Linked DNA regions of Mus musculus: region 2 is linked to region 1. Evidence: chromatin contacts called from public Hi-C data. All regions are on one chromosome and are shown on one strand. Each heading gives the region's core, a stretch centred on a gene start, on an enhancer-like site or on the middle of the called end of the contact. The rest is flanking DNA. Distances are from core to core; before and after follow the strand shown. Region 1 overlaps Nfib (nuclear factor I/B). Region 2 overlaps Gm11267 (a long non-coding RNA gene).

Region 1 (3,305 bases), core at 22-2,521:
CCACTTTATAAAAACATAACCATTCAGTAGAAACTTTCTTAAAACATAGTGGGTAAACTATAAAAGAACAGAAATTACCAGATTTTTGTTTGGGGGTACTCTGGGGGCAGGGAATGTTTATTTTAAAAATGATTAAAAGGTGTTTAGCTTTTCAAATGCCTAAAACATAAAGCTAAGCATGTGTTTGAATCAGTTTCTAAGGATACAATAAATAAATAAATAAACAAATAAATAAACAAATAAATAAGATCTCGCGGCTCAGGTGAACAAAGATGGCTGCGGTGAGAAGCCGTTCCCGCTGTTGCAGAGGCCTCCACACAATCACATCTTGTCCCAATCCGACTGCCTGCCAGAACAAGACAGGCAGCTGACCAATTATGGCTGTTGATCTATACAGGGCCCCTTTGTTCTCCAACAATGTCAGGGTGCACACGTCCGGGGACACATATTTACCTGGAGGATTCTTGGCAGGATCACTGTGGCTTGGACTTCCTGATTGTCCAGAATCTGTAAAGAAATCACAGAATATGTTTTCTTTTTAATTTGTTATGAAAGAATTTCACAATACTTAGTAGAACTTTAAAAAAATTTTTTTAAGGTACAACAATGAGGTGAAGTGTTTAAATAAAGTATACTTTCCCAAGCTGTTCCATAGGAACATTTTATTCACCAACCTAGATAAATGTCTATACATATTTCTTCTCAAAGGGAACAATTACTGGCCCATAATGCTTTGAGGGTGGAGGAAGGTTTTCCTGCAATGAGAGGTCTGGCCACAAAGCCACTAAAACCGTTTGAAGGTTAGGCAAATAGCAAGGCCAGATAGTAGAAATCTGAAATAAAGCAGATACTGTCCCTTAAAAGATACAATCTAAAAATAATTAAGAATGCTTTTAAAAAAACCCAAGACTATGCATTTCTTCAGAGAGTAAAAGACAGAGAAACAAGAGCCGTCTCGTCTGGGTTTTCACAGGCAGGTTCAGCTATCCACTCCAGTAATCCCCCAACCTACTGGATCCCGGCCCAGTTCTGCCTGCATCCCATAATAGCAATCGATTTGCAAACACCAGGAAAAGCATAAATTACTAGGTAGAAAACCAACATGGCTTTGCGGAGAGCAAATTGTTGGATCAATTTAATCTCCATCTGCGAGATACAGGCAGGCTCTTAGATAAGGTGGAAGGGACGGCCACCTTCATTTCAGAGCAGCTCTGTCCTATGTCATTCCTTACCAACACCACAGAAAGGGCTCAGAGGACAGGCACTGTCAGCCAGTGTGCCTGCCCTAACCCATTTACGGTACTGTGTTTGGCTTGATCCTCTACCTCCATGAACCCTCTGCATTTATCTGCGTCATCTGGCCTGGGTTCTTACACACTTACTGGCAGAGAGTTGCTATGAAATCTTTTATTGGCTCTAGCACATAGGTTTTGTCTCCATAGCTACACCACACTAGGAAAGAAGGGGCAGAGAGCCTGTCTACCTCTTTGTCTTCCTGGGGCCGTTCATGGCGTGAACACACTAGGCTTGCAGTATATGCCAGAGAAATGGATGGCACAGATTCAGCAGCCTTCACTGCTTGCCTACAAAAAGGCAATTTTGAGCACAATAGTGAATCTCAACAAAACGTGGTACTGGTGGTGTCACCAACTGCTATAAACTCATAAGTCTCTTCCTCAAAACCTTGCCCTTATACTTGAAGCAAGGAAGGGATTAAATTAAGCAGAAAAGCAGACTCCTTTTGTTGTTGATCAAGCTACGTGGTTATGCCAGGAAAGTGGTTAACATACTACAACTGCTCTTCAATCCTAAAGGTCGGAACACCCTGCTAGTCTATGCCTGTATAAAACTTGGTTATTCATTTCTGCCTTTGACTCCTGCTTCCTAGGTCAGACTTAATGGTGAAGAAGAATATAATCCCTCTATCCTATTTCCCTTTTTTCCCTTTGCTCTACAGTAAATTTCATGAAAACAGCACGGTTATTTTTGTGATTCTCACAATGACCTTCACCATGATTCTTACTTCACAAAATGGAGGAAAAGAAACTGGAAAGATCTGACTGCACTGGCTAGCTTCTCCTGCAGCCAGAAGCCAGTTCTCTTCTCCAAGATCTTTTCTCTTACTTTTTTTTTGTGGAATTGAGGCAAGACTGACATTTATAAATTAAGAGAAGAGTGTTGTTGCTGTTATTATTGTTGCTGTTGTTGCTGCTGCTGCTGTTATTGTTGTTGTTGTTGTTGTTGTTGTTCCTTTCAAAGAGAAGGCCACACTGGCCACTTTTCAAACTAAGAGTGTAACAATTGCAATGAAGTGTTAAAACTGTTTCGTTTTGTTACTGCCCCTGCTGTTTCAGCTTTGAGCTCACCTCTTGTCTAGTACATAGGTTACCTAAGAGTTTACCTTTCCAAGGGAGTCTAACCTGTTGAGATTCCTACTTACAGGGTCAGACTCAGAGGCCAGACTCTCCATAGTTTTTCGATTTCCTCTCTGGAGCTCCTTAACACGTACAAACTGTCCAACAAGAGACTCTAGAAACAGCAAGAAGGGAAAAGACTGCAGCTGTCCTACGCAGGTGAGTGGCAGGGCAGCCTCACACTAGAAGCCATGGACTTTAAACAGGAGCCTTATCATGTTTGGCTACAATGTCTGCAAAATGTCACCCCTCACCTTCATTGCCTCTACTGCTAAACTTCTGTCCAGTAGAATAAAGACCAGTGTCTCTTCCCCGAGAATCTGCTTATTTGCCAGGGTGCATCCTTCATGTCCACAGTGTCACACGCCCCACTGGGGCAGCCTTTCTCACCCTGCCCCTCCCCTTCTTATGTGTGTTAAAAGTTACATTCTCCTCTCATTTCCAAAAGCTGTACATCTGTGTCTTCAAGAAAAAAAATCACTATTCACTCTAGAAAACAAAACAAAACAAAACCACTATTTGCTTAGAAAAAAATCACTATGGACACCATAAGATTTGGGAGAAAGCTGAATAATTTTGTCACAAGCTTGCTTTCTACAATGAACTGGTGCTTGCTGCCCCTTGCCCCCAGTAACAGGTTTTCTTTCATACTACAAAATATGTACCACCTCATGAAGCCAAATAGCAAATACTGTGCCCCCAAAAGACAGATAAGGGTCCCAGAGAGGGCAAGTGACACCCTTACTTTTCATACTATGAACTCTAACACTGCAGTCCCCTCTGATGTCACCTCAGATCAGTCACTTAATTCCAACTGCAGGAGAGGGAAGTAACCAGGGAGCCATAGTTGGCAGAGAACCCAAGAATGAACTGTTATTGTGGTTGACTTCA
Region 2 (3,356 bases), core at 325-2,824, 200 kb after region 1:
TAGTACACACAGAACACATCTAGTGGCCTAGTTCCTATTTGGTGAAGTGGTACTAATTTGGAAGCCACCCACAAATGTTACTGAAGCATTGAAACAAACTTATCTACCAGGAGGACTCTTCTTTGCTTAGAGAAATTCAGGATGGGTGTTACCATGTTGTCTGCAGAAGAAATTCCTAAGAACTGATAACAAAATAAATGAATAAACATGTTCAGTGAGTGCCTTTTCACCTCCCCATTAGCTTTTACCTAATTATAATTCTCCTTCATTTATCAGAGTTACTTATCATTCTTTTTGCTTCTTATTAGTAACAACTAGAGTATTTTTGCCAAATTAAATGCAGAAATAGTTAAACTCAATATATTCTGCTTCTCAAAAGCCAAGGAAAAATTTTAAGTTAAGCTGATGATTGCTAAATTATACAGGTAGCTAAAATAAGGCTTTTGCTATCCATCCATGCATCCATCCATCCATGCATCCATCCATCCATGCATCCATCCATCCATGCATGCATCCATCTGTGCATCCATCCATGCATCCAGCTGTCTATCTATCTATCTATCTATCTATCTATCTATCTATCTATCTATCTATCTATCCTACTTAAATAGACATTACTGATGGCTACTGCTTTCCAGGTATTATGCTAGGTAGTAAAGATACAACAATGAAAGAGCTCTCCACTCTAGAGAGAGGAAACATAGGTTAGAACAAATGCAGCATATGAGAAGTGCCCCCATAAAAGATGTGGGACCCTGTAATTGAGGAAAGATGTGTAGAAGGCAATAATTATTAACTCAAAACCAAATAGACACATATTATTTCCATGATTTCCTCAAATGGATTCTCTAGCCTTCAGAAATCTTGGAAGGATAAGAATGGAACCTCACCTCTGACTTCTATCACTGACCCTAAGCAAGGCTCCAAGCTGCCTTGAGTATCTCCCACTTCCGCATAATAACATCATTTCTTGAAAATGACTTTCCTAGAATTTACAGGGAATTTAATACCACATGTCTCCTTGGAGGTTTTGCTCACTAAGAGTATAATTATATCATCAATGGCCTATTTGAAGACGAAGAAAATTATGTTTTGTTTCCACCGTCTGTCCTATTCAGTCACTATAAGAATTGGCTATTTTAGGTAAATCTCTTCTATCTCTTATTTAGGTAAATCATTTTTATGGAATGATCAAGTCAATCTCCTTCTTAATCCACACAAAATAAGTGGAAATGTAAGCACATCTGGATGGAAGGTTGCATGGCCTCTTTTTAGCGCCTGACGGAAGGTTTGCTAACCTACTGTCTTACCTTGTTACCTTGTCACCTTGTCACCTTGTCTTACCTTGTCACCTAGTTTTCCTAACGATGCTCCCTCATCCTTCCTTTTGATTTTTTTTGCCACCCAACAGCACCCCAGAATGCTTCATTTGGTGACATCACAAATAGCCACGGGTTGCTTCTGGTGTCCCATCTGTTCCTGCAGCCCTTGCTTCAGTACAGGCAAGATATGAAGCTCCCGTGCAGTTGAGGCTGGGCTGGGGGAGGGGATTGGGCCTTTGAGGCTGTTTTCTATCAGGGCCCTGCAGCTGTCAATGTTGGCTGCAGAAGCCAGTGACTGTCCTTGCAGCTCCCTGATGCCGGCCGTGCACTGTGCTTGGGGATATTAATTGGACTTTCATTATGTGAGTGTACCCAGAGGCTTTGGCAGTCAATTCTTATATCTATATTGATTCATAAAAAAATGCCAATAAATAACAGCTCTCTCAAAGCATCTTCTAATGTTTCTGGTAATTAATTGGTTTATGTTTACCCCTAGATTTTTCTTTCTTTCATTTTCTTTTTCTTCTTTTCTTTTTTTTTTTTCCTTTCTTTTTACACATTGCAGCATAATAGATCACAGAATCTCTGGGACAATGGACAGGCACATTGGCTAAATCACCTTATTACAGTTCCATATAGTTGAAAAGAGGCTTAATGCTAAATTATCAGATTCCAGCTATTGTGGAGACCAGGAATGAATAATGCTCCAAAATGACCGCCACGGAGCCTCTGTTCCACTCATTGTCCCAGGAACCATTGGGCACGCCTTCCATTGAGTTCTCCATAGAGCCGCGGTCCCTGAAATGAACAGTGGGGCCCAAATTCAGGCCTAGATACATCTCTTTGCCTTTTGGTGTATTATAAGTTAAAATGTATTTTCAGCCCCAGACTTTAAAAAAAAATCTTATATTACATTTGTGTGTAACTATGGGCAAAATTATGCTATTAGTTTTGGAACACCCAAGTTAGGCATCCCAAACTACCTTAGCACCCATAATTACTATATAGTGTGTCACATAAAGTAGGGATGAAAGTAAAAATGGCATGTCCATTTAACTCGCCAAAATTCAAAGGAAGAAAGGATGTTCATTAAAAGTTAATAGTGACACAGCTGTGCAGAACTCTCCCAGAAAATGTCATTGTCACAGGAGTCTGACTGTGACCCGGTGTCATTCTCCGCTGCGGAATCTGAGGGGCCTCTGGTATGGTGAGCTGTTGGCGGACAGAGAAAGAAGAGCAATGACCCATGGAGGCAGGGGACGAGAAGATTTTGGAAGACACTTGTTCTGGCTGCTGTACGTAACAAGAAGCGGATGTAATTTTAATTCCAGTTAGGTGGGGTATGATGTCCTGATGAAGCCTTGCCACTCGTGCATACAAAGATAGGGAGACCTGAATTCTGTACAGCAAACTATTTGCAGTCACCCCTCTCCTACTTTATATCGAAGTCTCGTTCTCTTTCTTTTTAAATAAAAAGGCCCACTGATTTGAGATCAAAGCAGGAATATAAAATAAACTAATAATATAAAAAAATAAAATAAAATAATAATAATATAAATAATAATAATAATAATAATAATAGCAACATAACATAAACTAATAGTATCAAAGTCTCTGTTACCAAAATGTCACCTTAACAGCACTGCCGTCACGGTTGGCAACTGTGACTGTTCCTGCTATATTATATTTGTTTTTTCTAAATAAATCTTTGGCTAAATCAAGCAACAATGGTGGCACAAGCAGATGTGCCACACTAACTGTCTCCCACTGGCAGACAACTCACCTTGAACTGCTTTGTGGAAATATTAAGCAGTGGCTGAGAGTAAGAAGGATTAATGAGGGCCAACTTTGGAGAAAACAGTTCAGAGCTCTTGCTTCCAAAAATGTGAGGATAGCCAATATGTTGCATTTCTTTAGGAGTTCAAAAATAGGCAAATAAGTAAAATTAGACTTCAAAAAAGAATCCCTAAATTTGAGAAATTCTTCACAAGCCTTTTCCCGAGAAACGAACAAGAGGAGTCCAGGACCAATTAA

Evidence for each region. A called contact is a pair of places that touch in the nucleus more often than the background predicts.
Region 2: a Hi-C map of the N1E-115 cell line shows a contact between it and region 1, with 8 times the contacts expected there. The contact joins two enhancer-like sites. A contact is called at or near these places in 4 of 484 Hi-C or Micro-C datasets (the N1E-115 cell line, cerebellar granule neurons, cerebellum and 1 more).

Annotation. Positions count from the first base shown.
Region 1 is chr4:82,383,155-82,386,459 of GRCm38.p6, forward strand. It overlaps Nfib (nuclear factor I/B), which reads right to left. Exons shown (of 12, transcript NM_001113209.2): 3 at 454-507. Among named protein-coding and RNA genes, the nearest start is that of Nfib, 120 kb to the right of the region's middle. Within about 2 kb of position 1,272, at least 88 of the 459 cell types and tissues checked have an H3K27ac peak or open chromatin away from gene starts, as enhancers often do. A contact at or near this core is called in the N1E-115 cell line, cerebellar granule neurons and cerebellum, where this site is marked.
Region 2 is chr4:82,583,182-82,586,537 of GRCm38.p6, forward strand. Gm11267 (a long non-coding RNA gene) reads right to left here. Exons shown (of 2, transcript XR_003955228.1): 2 at 1-3,356. Among named protein-coding and RNA genes, the nearest start is that of Gm11267, 3.4 kb to the right of the region's middle. Within about 2 kb of position 1,575, at least 14 of the 459 cell types and tissues checked have an H3K27ac peak or open chromatin away from gene starts, as enhancers often do. A contact at or near this core is called in the N1E-115 cell line, cerebellar granule neurons and cerebellum, where this site is marked.